Linked DNA regions of Mus musculus: regions 1, 2, 3 and 5 are each linked to region 4. The links are chromatin contacts, called in public capture Hi-C, promoter capture Hi-C and targeted proximity ligation maps. All regions are on one chromosome and are shown on one strand. The core of a region is the stretch at or near the end of the contact, and the rest is flanking DNA. Distances in the headings are between cores, read along the strand shown.

What was found. Capture Hi-C pulls out chosen DNA fragments and counts their contacts.
Region 1: a contact with region 4 is called in a capture Hi-C map of macrophages, with 2.4 times the contacts expected there. A contact is called at or near these places in 4 of 39 promoter capture datasets (the C10 cell line, the SN4741 cell line and embryonic stem cells) and 3 of 9 other capture datasets (adipose tissue, macrophages and pancreatic islet).
Region 2: a contact with region 4 is called in a targeted proximity ligation map of bone marrow-derived macrophages, with 7 times the contacts expected there. A contact is called at or near these places in 1 of 39 promoter capture datasets (embryonic stem cells), 1 of 484 Hi-C or Micro-C datasets (bone marrow-derived macrophages), 7 of 130 datasets of targeted methods (CD8 T cells, the SCID.adh cell line, bone marrow-derived macrophages and 3 more) and 4 of 9 other capture datasets (adipose tissue, bone marrow-derived macrophages, liver and 1 more).
Region 3: a promoter capture Hi-C map of liver shows a contact between it and region 4. A contact is called at or near these places in 2 of 39 promoter capture datasets (frontonasal cranial neural crest and macrophages), 16 of 484 Hi-C or Micro-C datasets (CD4 T cells, CD8 T cells, the G1E-ER4 cell line and 7 more), 10 of 130 datasets of targeted methods (CD8 T cells, the SCID.adh cell line, T-cell acute lymphoblastic leukemia and 5 more) and 5 of 9 other capture datasets (adipose tissue, bone marrow-derived macrophages, liver and 2 more).
Region 5: a promoter capture Hi-C map of liver shows a contact between it and region 4. A contact is called at or near these places in 6 of 39 promoter capture datasets (Sertoli cells, cancer-associated fibroblasts, liver and 3 more), 69 of 484 Hi-C or Micro-C datasets (B cells, the BV-2 cell line, CD4 T cells and 45 more), 19 of 130 datasets of targeted methods (CD8 T cells, Th17 cells, acute myeloid leukemia and 12 more) and 5 of 9 other capture datasets (adipose tissue, bone marrow-derived macrophages, embryonic stem cells and 2 more).

What each region holds. Positions count from the first base shown.
Region 1 is chr19:11,163,937-11,166,695 of GRCm38.p6, reverse strand. It overlaps Ms4a19 (membrane-spanning 4-domains, subfamily A, member 19), which reads left to right and starts at 1,366. Exons shown (of 8, transcript NM_001370777.1): 1 at 1,366-1,424; 2 at 1,646-1,706.
Region 2 is chr19:11,557,981-11,560,680 of GRCm38.p6, reverse strand. It overlaps Ms4a4d (membrane-spanning 4-domains, subfamily A, member 4D), which reads right to left. Exons shown (of 7, transcript NM_025658.5): 7 at 2,215-2,700. The coding sequence ends at 2,664. Among named protein-coding and RNA genes, the nearest start is that of Ms4a4d, 23 kb to the right of the region's middle.
Region 3 is chr19:11,517,229-11,519,928 of GRCm38.p6, reverse strand. Ms4a6b (membrane-spanning 4-domains, subfamily A, member 6B) reads right to left here and starts at 1,370. Exons shown (of 7, transcript NM_027209.3): 1 at 1,255-1,370.
Region 4 is chr19:11,374,232-11,376,931 of GRCm38.p6, reverse strand. Ms4a4a (membrane-spanning 4-domains, subfamily A, member 4A) reads right to left here and starts at 1,444. Exons shown (of 7, transcript NM_001310331.1): 1 at 1,301-1,444.
Region 5 is chr19:11,603,380-11,606,116 of GRCm38.p6, reverse strand. Ms4a6d (membrane-spanning 4-domains, subfamily A, member 6D) reads left to right here and starts at 1,313. Exons shown (of 7, transcript NM_026835.2): 1 at 1,313-1,443.

The DNA.
Region 1 (2,759 bases), core at 117-2,616, 210 kb after region 4:
CTCTACTCTAGGTCGAGTCTGACTTCCATCTGTCCTCTGAGGCCACTTCTTTTCAGTGATAGCACTCACCTTCACATTGCAAAAAGCCAGCAACCAAATGCATAACCCTTGAGAGATTTAGGCATCGTTTTCCATTTTTTCCTAGAGCTCAGGGCTCTGCAAGGGCATCCTTACCTTTCTGTCTGCTCCTTACCACCTAAGCTGCATTCGATTTTTATTGTCTGACCACCTAATACTAAAATGGATCATCTCTCACCCCACCTTTCCCACAAGGTAAACTCTAAGGTAAAGGATATTCTATATTTTTTCCATTCCTTACTACTAATACATAAACAATGTCATTCATATTTATCCTCAACAGGATATATAAATATTGGAGCATTCTAATTCCTAGAGAATTATATGTTCAATAAATTACATAATACATGGAATACCTGGTACTGGAAGCCTCAACAAATTGCCTGTGAGGAACACTCCTTTAGTTAGCAGCTAACCAAGTCACCATTGCTTTTGAGACTCAATGTAATCTGAGTAAGTTAGACCAAATGACCTTCTGTTAATTTATTCACTTCTTCCAGGTGCCCGATATAGCACCCTTACACTTTACTGGGTTTAGTGTTTACCTGTTTAGTCATATCATAAATGACTCTCAGCCTCATAGACATGACTGTCAAATTTGGGTTCTTTAATACCTACCATTTAGGACTAGATTACATAGAGCAGTAGCCTTTTGTCGGGGTTAATTTATTTGTTGATTGGTTGTTTGACAGTTCCATGCATTTATATAATGAATTTTAATTGTCTTTCACCCCCACAACTCCTCTCATCTTCCTCTGGGTCCCTTCTCAAGTCCACCTCCAGCCTCCATCTCTTCTTTTGGCATACTGCCCACTATGTTTAGAGTTTCTTGTCCCAGAGTGGATGACGGACTTGTGCAATCTAATTTCTGAAAATGGAAAGTCCACAGAGCAAGTGTGACCTCGATTTTGCAGAGAGAGGAACAGAAGATACATCTTGCCCAAACACCACCAGATCCAGGGTTCCAACAACATCCTTCCTTCTAGAGTTTAGAACTTTGATTTTTGAGGAGACTCACAATAGAAAGACTTGCTTCTTCTACTGGAAAACAGTTGGTAGTATTTGCTTGGTGGGGAAGTCTATGGAGCAGGGAATCAGCCATAGCTGGGCTCAAGGACTGCAGATTAATAGCTAGAGTATGCCCAACACTGGTCAGTAAAGGATGTCCGCACTAGAGCTCCTCCTGCTGGCCCCAAACCCTAACCGCATCTACCTCTCGCGGGCATGAAGGCTGGATGGAACCTTCAAGGGCCAGTGGAACTAACTTCTGCGTGGCCCTCCTCACGTGGCACCCTTCACCACGGTTGCTCTGAGACACAACCGCAGCTGCGCTGGATCCGCAAGAGGTAATGAGGGGCACATGAAGGTGGCAGATGCCTGCCTGCAGGAAAGCCAGGGCAGAAAGATCTGGACCTAAAAGCAACCCTTTCAGGATTATCCTATTCTAACCTTGGGGTTGTGACAGAGTATGGATCCATGACCCTTGAACAGACCACATTAAGGACAGGCATTGGACACTGCTTCCTGGAGAGCTTCAATTGTATCCTGGCTTCTTTTTTCTCCCCAGTACAACCCTCCAGGTGATTCTTGTCACTTAGAAGAGCCTTTGAAGTTTATTACATTTTTTTGTAAGTCATCGCATAACGGGTAAGTTTTTAATTGTCATAATGGGCAATTTTTAATTCAAGAATCTTCTAAAATGCTTTCCTCTGTGCCTTAGTGTATTTTCTCCTTGTCAAATATCAATGGGCCATTATCGTGGCAACTGAAACCTTCAAAGTCCGTGACTTATATGAGGAAAAGGAAAAGTTTGTTTTGAAAGATCTAAAGACAATGCCTTGAATTTTTTTCTTTTTTTATTTATTAGATATTTTCTTTATATACATTTCAAATGCTATCCCGAAAGTTTCCTATACCCTCCCCCCACGCCCTGCTTCCCTACCCACCCACTCCTGCTTCTTGGCCCTGACATTCCCATACAACTACATATAGTGATTGAAGGGAACCAGAAAAGATTAGTGAGACTTTAGAGGCTGGGTGGGGTTGGGGAGCTGTTTCTTGGGAATGGAGGTAGAGATTATCAAAGCCAAATCTAACTAGAAAGCCACTCAAAGCAAATGTATTAACCTTGGACTGAAAAAACATAAATTATCTCTTATTTGTTTTAGTAAAATTAATGTATATAATATAATATATAAGTGTTTACATGATGTATAGGCAGCCAGGCTTCCAAGAAAATGGAACTAAGAAGTTGAAAGTGGTCAGAAGATGATAAGTTCTGTTTTTTCGTCTGTCTCTGATTTTCTCCGGGTGCCCTTCTTCCCACACATGCAAAGTTTCATGCTCTACGGTTCTGTACATTAGAACAGATAGAATCTAATAATGTCCTGGCTTCTTGCTTTTACATCTTCTGCAGCCTCACCAAATGGTTTCGATATCCACCTTTGTTCAGACCAGCTAGAATAAAGAAGAGTTTTCATGAGCATTAAATATAGAGGCTGAGGGGGGAGTTATGATTCATACAAACTAGGAACCATCACCCTCCCTGCCCATGCTAGAAATGACGAGTTATCCTTGTCTTGCCTACTGAACATCCCCTCTGGTTATCTTGTTCACTAACTTAAGAAACCTGCCTATACTCTAGAATACTATTTCTATTTTCCAGCCTCCTCTGCATCTAA
Region 2 (2,700 bases), core at 126-2,625, 180 kb before region 4:
ATAGATAGATAGATAGATAGATAGATAGATAGGATAGATAGATAGCTGAATATGTGAATATGATGGCTGTATATAATGTACAACTACAACTATAGCTCTTGAGGAGTCTAAAAAGAAATGAGACAAATACTACTGAATTATCTAAGTTTGGTTTAATTCTTAACATACTTCCTCCTTTTTCTTTTGTTTCAGTTTTTTTTTTGTGTGTGGTTGTAAACATTCAATAAAAGCCCACTTCTATTTACATGACTTTCCAAAAAGGATGACTATAAGATTGTGACACAAAACAAGAAAATAGGAGTAGATTCTGGAACTGCTCAGAAACATTATTTTGAGATATATTCTCTCTGGCTTGTGTGTAAAATTTCCCAGTTAAGCCAGCCCACTCTTTATCCTCTAGAACTCAGCATCCACAGTGATTCCTGTCCACTGTAGAACCACAGGCACCTCTGTAGGGACACAGCTGACTCCATCAGGACATTAAAGCTGTAATATCTCCTGTCATCTTTCTGTGTTACATGAGACAGAAAACAGTCTTTTAGACTGCCTCACTATGGGCTAAGCATCTTGTCCTCTAGAGAGAAGGTCAGAATTTTATTTTCCTTAAGTGCTTTCAGAGGAAGAGTGCAGACAGGATAAGAAAATTGAATAAATTATTTACAGTTTTAGGAAATGCAACCTTGCTGCTGTGGGAAAAATAATGCTTCCCTTCCTCTTCTCACCTTTTCTACTATTCTATTCTCTTGATAAGGGGAGAAGTTAAAAAAACCCCAAATGCTTCAAATGGAGAGGGAAAAATGCAGTATTTCATAATACCATCAGCCTTGCTCATAATGTCTGTGGCTTATTGGGCAATAGGAAAGATGCAGCTGAGAATACAGCCTGGCCACTGCTGTGTGCTGTGACCAGATTCAGAGAACAAAGGGTTGAGAGCTTAGCATAAGCACTTTCATAACTGACTGGGACATCCCATCCCTAGCTGAGAACTCACTTCCTGTGATGAGAACAAGGAAGCAACAGCACACAAAGAACAGAGAAAGAGCTGCATGGAAGGAAACTGAGAACTGAGAGAATCAATGAAATCTTTGTGAGTGTGACCCATTGCCAACAAGAAGCACTGCTGTGGGCTGGTCTGACTTTATGGGTGGGTATCTGAGGAACATTAATGAGGAAAATGTTTGTTTGGTTTGGTTTGGTGTGGATTTTGTTTTATTTGAAACAGCTTCAGATCAATCATTATCTTTTTGGTCTTGAATTAATTACTTTGTAGTTCTTGTCTTATGTAATATTTTTAATGTCCCCCCACCCCGTACTTTTTGCATTTTATGTGTTTTTTTTGTACAATGTGTGTATGTGCATAATTTGTGGGCATGTGTCTGTGAAAGTCAGCAGAGGGCATTGGATCCCCTGGAACCTGGGTTAAGATTGTTGTGAGTCACAATGTGGGTTCTGGGAACTTAAACCAGGTCCTTTCCAAGAGCAACAAGTACTCTGAACTACTAAGCCGTCTCTCCAATCCCATTTGGTATTTTTTTTTAATGTTTTCTTTCTGAGAACTGTCTTGATATAGCTATATTAAAAGTTAATTTAAGATAATTAGTAAATAGCATCGGGCCTAAGTTTGGCTCCTGGAACACATCAATACCTGCAGATGTACCCTGGATGCTTGGAAATATGCAAATAATTTAAATCATGCTATGCCAAATTAATGCAGGATCTAGACTTATTCTATAATGAATAATAAACATTGACACATACTTAGAATCAATTTATCTAAGAATGTACTGACAATCTTATTTCTTTTTGGGAAATTTAGCTTAAAAGCAGTCTTTGGACTTTGCCTTTAACCAGAAAGATAAAGTGAACATTCAACTGGAAGACAGTGAAACCTTCAACGGCAACCTTTAGTGACTTAGTTTCACAAGTTAGGCCTCATATCTGAAAGATTCAGCAATCTCTAAAAAGAATGGCTCTACTTGGAACCAAGTGTTTAAATATGTGAGCTTCAATCCTCAATAATAAGTAACTTTTTAGGTCATATGTAATATATACACATATGTGTATGTATACTCTCTATATCCACACAAAATATATACTATATATGTACAGTGAGATGCACTATACTTATATAAATATACAATGTATATAGATGCATATATGTGTGTGTTTGTGTGTTCATGCATGTGTGTGTATTTAAGGTTCAAGTGCTCTGATTTCAATCACTTTTGTTTATTGTAACTTTTCACCATAACAATTAAGGCATATACTATTAAGATGAACATTCATGTAGGATTAAAATTGGTTGCTATTATTAGTAAGGTAATACACCTGCTGTCTTACATAGTTTATGTGTCTGTATATGATCGTGAGCAGCCAAATTTATTTATTTAGCAACCCCCCCCCAAAAAAAACCCATGAACTCCATTCTTCACTCTTTGGAGACTTCACCTCACTAAACCAAGGTTTTTATCAGTTTACATTAAAATTTTTTTTGCCAATTAAATTCTTCTTGTACATACAATGAATAGAAGATTTTAAAGTGTTATTGACTTAATAAATGCTTGACTTACTTATTTAGAGCATGTCTTATATTCGTACAAAAAGCCAAATGCATACACATGTGCACACACACACTCTCACACATGAAAACACGTACATCAAAATTAGACTATTTCTCCTGGTTGGTTCCTGTATAGATTT
Region 3 (2,700 bases), core at 121-2,620, 140 kb before region 4:
AGCATGATCAGAGTACACAGCACATGAATTTTCAGTAAGTCATTAAGTGCCTTGGCTTTGAACATAAAATAACAACAAACAAAACAAACCATGCTTCCCAGTTCTGCCCCCACCTCCCAGACTGTGCACCTTTGGGCATCCTTGACCTGTCCTTTGGCAGAAGAAACTGCTGGTACAGAGAAATGTAAAACCATCACATCTCAGATTTAGGAGTTATTTTTTTCAAAATGTTAAACACACCACAATGATTTTAGATAATAAACACCTCATAGGAAGGGAAATCCTGGATCCCCACAGGTTTCTGTTTCTATGCCCAAATGTTTACACAAAATTTGTCAGATGTAGCTCTGGCTCTTTCCCAATTTCACCTAGAACAAGTGCATTGTCTTTATTCAATGACTTGCACTGTCCGGCTGCTTTGCTATCCATGAGGTACTAAAGTCAGCCTTCAGTGCTTTCCAATCCATGCTATGTACCACTCAAAACGTGCAACCCTATGCATCTGTTTCGTGTGTCTAATAGTGCCAATTTTAGGATTAGCACCTCACATTTTATCATATTTTAGTAGACATAATCTAGTGTTTTTATTCTTGAAAACAATCCTTTACATTAATTAATAAAATCACAATCAGTAACAAATTCAGAATCAAAACTTTGATGTATATGAGGAAGTAATGATGCTTTGCACAGCAACATCAAATAAATGCTAAATAAACAGGCAAAGTTCTCATTACTGACCAGTTGCCTACACACAGTTGTGTGTGGCGGCACAGCTGTCTCTGACTCTGGTTCTCTCCTTATTTTCCCACCTGCCAGGGGCAGCCTGTGTTTAAGTCTCTTCAGTGTGAAGAAGCAGCTGAATGCACCCATATGAGAAGTCCTGGAGTCCTAAGCTTTTTTCAAGTTTTGTCATGATACTGACAATCATGCCCTTGTTAGGTGGAAGGACCATGTTCCCTGGGGAATCGGTTTCTGAGCTCATCTTGGCTCCCTTCTGTTCTCTGTGCTATTCTCAGCCCTTAGGCTGCCTAATCAGTGAATGACCTGAGAGTTCTGCTCCTTATGTCAGTGATCACCAAGATTATGCAGCTAAAATGGCCAGGACAGAGGTAAGCCAGATGCCCTGTGCCTTTGCCCATTTAATTCTAAAGAGCCCCCGTGTCTCCATTGCTTTCATGAGCATCAGCAAGTTCTTGTAACTCAGTCCCAGAAACAGAGTGCTACACAGAGGGAAGTCCCTTCAGGGTTGCCTACCTGAGCCTGTGTGCCTTGTCACCCAGTCACTTCCAGCCGAGCTCTCAGGAACCCGAAGAGCCTTAACTCTGGGTTCTCTCAGGCTGATCCTTGGTTCCTTCTTGTGAACTTGTAACTGTCTCCAGCCCTTCCTTCTTCTGTGTTCACTGCACAGGAAGTGGTGCTTAACAGGTTGAGGACTGTTATTGTGCCTGTACTTCCTATATCAGAAAGTCCCAGTAACTTCAGAAAAATTACTAATTGAACCAGTTTTGATAGAGTGAGGGGTGAGGTAGTGAGTTGCAACACCCACTAGCTGCATGCAATGCCCAAGTTCACTTTCTTGAACTTTAGTTGTTTATGAGTTAAACAAAGAACAGCAACATGCTGGGAAAACCTATTAAGATGAGAGAAAGTTTTTGGAGGGGAAACTAGGAAAGGGGATAACATTTGAAAAACAAATAAAGAAAATATCTAATCAAAAAAGGGAAAAAAGATGAAAGTTTTTCTTAAAGACCTGTCTTCCTTCTAACTACTATTTAATGAACTTTCTTGATTACTAATGATATTGCAAGTCATAGTAGTATTGATGAATAAAACATTTCACAATGCAGAGTAAAGTATGATAATAGTAATCATGACCTTGGATTTTGATATATTACTTTATTATAGGCTAATACATTACTGAGCACACTGTAATGTATAATCAATTGTAACAATTGATCATTTTACAGTATTTTTGGTACTTTGTTATTCATACTTTTTCCCCCAGTAACTCTTCAGCCTCTGGGGAAAAAAACCCCTGCACACAGGATTTCAGCACTCGCTGGTTAATTGATACTCCCTTTAGAGCCTTCCTCATCTCTTCTAACCTTCTTCTAGACCACTGGACTTCTCTAACAGGAGATGTGTCCAGGGAGTTACTGGACACTTCTAGAAAAGTAATAGATCAGGAGAGGAGCAAGCAGAGAAGTTTCAACACACCAGGAATGACTTCAACAATCCTGCACTCCAGACACAGTCATGAAGACATGTGTCCCTGTGGCTTTCAGGCCCTTGGGTAGGCACAATTCAGAAGCTGACTTTGACATAATTAACTTCACAGGGGAACTAGAGCCAGCTGCAGCAACTGGACAGCTACACGCTGACAACTTCCTTCCTTCTTTCCTTGGAGTCAGCCAAAAAGAACCTAGGGAGACAGTGTGAGCCACTGTCACATCAGAGGGTTGTGGTGTGGTAATTCCCTGCAGGTTTCACAGCAGGCAGGAAAAACAAAACAACAACAGCAACAACAAAACAATTTAGGAAGAGATGAATAAAACTCAGCTCAGCCCCATTTTGTTGTAACTGGTGCTGGTCTAGCCTAGATTGTTTTACTTTAGCCATAGTGAAGCACAGCACAATTTTGGAACAAAAGGTTTTCAGATAGCAATGAACTCAGGCCCAAGCTCACAACAATGTAATGTT
Region 4 (2,700 bases), core at 195-2,694:
ACCCCACTCAATATCTATGGTGGTCATTTAAAAATATAAAACAGTTTTAATTTCCTATTAAGAGAAGTCCATATTTCAACCCCAACCTATATTTCTAATATTATTTTTATTTTTGCCCCGTTTTGTTTTGGGAGTATCAAATACATTGAATATATTTCAGCTTTCAGACATCATCGATTTTATTCCTGCTCTGGCATTCTAGACACATTCAGCTACATTGCAGAAAATCTTGACCACATCCCTTTCTGCTCTGCCATCACAACAAAAAGTCTACTCTCATTTCTTCTTGGGAACTGATAGTATCACATGTGTTCTGCCTTCCTTCACATGCATCTCCCTACCACATATGAGTTACTTAACCAACAATGGTAAGGAAGTGTTGAACAATTCTTTGTGACTTCCCTCACGAGCAATAGAGGACAAAGATGTTGGGAAATTGACAGATGTTTCTTTCCAGTCAGATTTAATGTGTACTTTGGTTTATTTGTTTACTGCAATTACTTTTGTCCTTATTTTTCCAGACATACATTCAGAAGATTTAGAAAATGAAGACTAGTATGAAAAAAATGATGGAAAAAATTTGCACTAAGAAATAAGTGTGTCTTGCATTTCAAGCTCTTTCTTAACATTCAAGTTTCTAGTGATTTCCCTCTTTTGTGTATGTTCCATTTCATCTGAAGAAAGACTCACACAGTTTTCTCTGCCCTTTACATAATGGCCATAACTAAGAATCTTCAAGCCTCTTCTATTAACAGATTTTCTAAAAAGGAGCTTAAGTTTATGCTCTAAGAGTCCCATGAATGGTGCCAAAGATTAGTGGGGACCTGGTTAGATCACAGTCTTTCTCAGGATCAGACTAAGTATGTTAAACTGGTGTGTTGAGCTTGCCTTATATAGTCTCTACCACGTTCTGCATGTGGCAGGTGTTTATTAACTATTAAAAATAATAGTATTAGATGAGAACAAATACAATAGAAGAAAAGACATTCAGAAATGATCAAAGGTGGAGATACTGGTTCCATTTTGAAAAGCAAAAACAACTAAAATCTTATTTAGACCCTTCTTTTGGCTCTTACCAGACCTTTTTTTTTTTTCTTGCCTCCCAGGGTTGCAGCACAGATTGCTCCTCAAAAGACCCCAAAGTACATGTGAACTCTTTACACCCTTCTTCACATTCAGAATGGTGGCTTGTACCAGAGAACAAGGCCTTTTTCCCCCCTTATTCTACTCCCAGTTTTCCTAGAACAAGAGATGAAAAACCATCATCACAAAAGCCTAGGAAAGGTAAGTCAGCACCTACCTTCCTTCTCAACTGGACAGCCTGTTATGTGTCAGATGAGGAGCTGTCTCTAGGAATGTGCCTCGGGCTCTTTGTTCAGATGCAATGACTTGCCCGTCACAGCTCATGTGTGACTAAAGCTGAAGTCTAGTATGTTTTCTAAATCCTAAAGGTTACTGCTGAGGATCTCAAAAAACACAGCTAGTTCCCTTTTTATTAGCTGAAGTATCCCCTGACTCTGCATCCTAGTTGTGTACATGTGGCTTCTTTAAAATCCACTAGAAAAACAGTGGCTGTCACAATCTCTCTTACAAAAAAGCAGCAGCACAGGTTTTACTGAGCATATCAGTGTAAGTCCATACTCAGCAGACCAAAGTCAATATCATGGCCCTTCAATCGCCGGGAAAATCCCATTTGTTGGTGATTTATTCTTGGAATCCCATTTCCCTTTATCCAGGAGTCTGAGGCAGGAGAATTGTGACTTATAGCCAGCCTGAGCTACATAAGGAGAACCTCTCTCAAAACAGTCAAAACTAGCAAATGCCTGTTTATAACAATTTCATACATTTTCTTGATACATTTCTTTTCCTAGAAAACTTTCAATGCATGCTTTTCGTGTGTGGTTTTTATGAAGTGCTACCATTTGGGGTTTACTACGAAGGTCCATCAGGTGGCAGCACATTGGTTACAAAGAAGTAAATAGTGCTTTGCAATTTTAAAGTAAATAACCCATTTCTAAGCCAAAGACACATTAAAGACAAATCTATTTCAATCATTGCCTACATGATCTTGTCATCTTCCAGAATATAGGATTGATTGTTCGTTGATAAAATAAAATAATCTTAAGATTAATGTAAGCATTAGTCTATTTTCCAATTCTGTAAAGTAATATCTGGTGTTGTATAATTTATATATAAAAATACACACTTCACTCACAGTTTTAGAATCTCAAAAGCATGGCCTTGCTGGTCTTAGTTAGGGATCTCTGGGCTCAACACACCATGAAAGATAGGAAAATGGTGGGAAGCTGGCTAAGAGATGAGATCAGATGGAAAGGTGAAAAGATAAAGACACGTTGTCTCATCTCTAGGCAACACATCTTAAAGCTTCTACCTGCCTTCACATTTCCCCACTGAAGATCAAAACTTCAACTTGCTGAGGATCTCAAAGGACAGATACATCCAACAACAGAAAAGAGGAAAGGAAAGTGGTTGGTAATTTTTAGTCATTCAATAATTTCTTAAAGAAAAATGTCCATATATCCAGCAATGTGCCATAGATAAGATGGTATAGAAAATATAAATAGACTCTGGTTCTGTGTCTGTCTGGGTAATTCAGACGAGTCAACACACAAATAAACATGCTAAAATCCTGGCTAACCAGTGCCCTGCAAGGTAACATATAACAAACTAAGTCAGTCA
Region 5 (2,737 bases), core at 64-2,563, 230 kb before region 4:
TTTGAATTGACCCACCCCAATATCTACCTCATCGATGAACAGCTGGAGTGTATGAAGGGAGTGGTCCTATAGATCCAAAGCTATAAGATCTCCATGACACAGGGCAACAGGATATCTGAGAGGAGTCCCAGTGAGGTTTCAGTATTGATAGAATAGCAGAAGTCAGAGGTCTCATACCAGACCAAGAATCATTGCAACAGATATTTTCAAGCAAATAAATTTAGACAAAAGGGAATACTGTGGGATACACTGTGACACACTACAGCTTCCACAATGAGATTTTTTTTTCTTTGCTGGGGGGAGATGGCAAGGGTGGAGGACAGGTACCAGAGGAGGGGGAGGTAAGTGGGGCTGTGGTACATGATGTGAAATTTGCAAAGAATCAATAAAAGAAAAAAAAACAGTGCCCATGAGACCATTGGGTATTCATGTCTATTTTTGCCCCCCCTTTTTTGATTGGAAGTGTTTCCTGGTAACTGTCTAACTACCAAAGAAAAACTTAGTTGTATTCTAATAGTGATCTAGATTTTTGAGCTTTGCAGAAATCATTAAATATTTTGTTAAGTTCATTGATTAAAGCCTTTATAAATGTAGCATATTATTTATTTACCTGTAGATTTTAGTTTTTAACCCCATGCATGATCCCTCTAGCATGGAGTAGTTACAGAGCTGAGAAAAGCTACTCTGACTGACATTCTACTTAACACCACAAGATCACTGGCCTTGGGGAATATGACGTCTAACTCTGTTCATCTTCCTTGTTCCATCTCTGCCACAACTTTCATGACTCATAAGTTTGGGAAGAACGGAAGTTTTTGCTTGGTTTTGTGATACTCATATCATTGTGGGCCAAGATGGAATGTGCAGAACTCCACTGACACTAAGTCAGGATCTGAAGGCAATGCTATCCTTCGCAGACGCAAACCAGCTCGGAAGAAGAACACCTTTGTCAGTTTTCATAACAACTTGGTTCACTCTGTCCATTGGCACCCAATAGACACGTAAGCATAATGCACACTGAGGATCAGATCAGAAATTAGGGTCTCTGAGATGCTCAGCAGGTTCAGCTCTGCCACTGAATGTGTATTCTAGATCTAGGATAATTAGAGAGACACAAAATTCAAACCAGTGATAAAAATGTCAGTGCTGTCATGATGATATTTTATGGGAAGGAAAAGTAACCTACAAGTCTCCCAGAACTGGTCCAATTAGTCATTTTCCTGGTTACTGGAAGTCTATGAAAAAGGAAGTAAAGGCACATTCACATGTCCAGACTGTAAGCGCCACTTCCTGTGCAGTGAGCACAGAAGAAGGAAGGGCTGGGACAGTTAGAACTTCACAAGAAGGAACCAAGGATCAGACTGAGAAAACCCATAGTTAAAGCTCTTGGGGTTTCTGAGAGCTCAGCTGGAAGTGACTGGGTGACAAGGCGCACAGGCTCAGGTAGGCAACCCTGAAGAGAAATTCCTTTGTACAGCACTCTATTTCTGGGACTGCACTGTAAGAGATTGCTGGTGCTTATGGAAGCAATAGAGACACTGGGACACTTCAGAACTAAATGGGCAAACGGAATGGGTATTGGGTTTATATCGGTCCTGGCTGGTTTTAGTTCCATGATCTTGGTGGTCACTGTCCTAAGGTCATGTAATTAACAAAAGCAGAGCTCTTGTACCTGCAAAGGCTTTTAAGCCATTCACTAATTAGGCAGTCTAAGGTCTGAGAGTGGAACAGAAAAGAGAGGCAAACTGAGCTCAGAAACCAATTCCACAGGCAACTTGGTTCTTCCTAACAAGGGCACAGTTCTAATCTTGAACCTCAGGTTACAACTCCAGGGCTTCTCACTCTGCATTCAGGTGCTTCTCCACACTGAGGAGACTTAGACACAGGCTGCCGCAGGCAGGTGGGAAAATAGGGTGAGGAACCAGAGACAGAGACAGCTGGGATCCAGCACCCAACTGTGTGTAGGCAACTGGTTAATAACAAAAACTTTAAATATCTATTTAGCATCAAGCCTATGTCATTATAAAATCATGTGTTATTTTCACACATGAATCAAAATTTACCTCTGAAATTCTTTTTTGATTATGACATTACTAACAAATAGAATTACTGTGAGGGTTCTAAACTATGATGAAATATGCTGGAAATAACACTATGAGACAAACAATGAACAAATAGCTCTCAGTAGTTTGAGTAGTAGCATAAATTGGAAAAGATTGAAGATCAAATTTTAATTATATCTCAAGACTGGTAGAACAACCTGAGGATAAAACTCATCAGAATAAGGGACAGTGCACTCAAACATGATAGCAACTAGGAAATTAATGCTACATTTTGAAAGTCTTTTTATTATAGCTCTTTGTGTGTATATGTGTGTATGCATGCAGGTGAATGTGTGTTAAGGCAAATCTGCAGGTCACAGACAGCTTGCAATGAATCTCTCCTGCTACATGGGTCCAGCAGATCGAACTCAGACCTTCAGGCTTGAAGTCAAATGCCTTTATTTGCTGAGTCATTTCAACAGTTCCAATCTACAAGTTTTATGTAAACATTTGGCTCTGTTCACTGGGATCAGTGGGAGTTGTCATGTTATGTATATATTCATTGTCTAAAAACAACCCTCTATCTCAAGCAGAAAAAAAAAATCCTTCTGAATCTAAGGTTTGGGATTTTACATTTTCTTTAGTCTTCTAGTTTCTTCCCTTGGAGGATAAGTCAAGAATGCAGTAAGGTACTC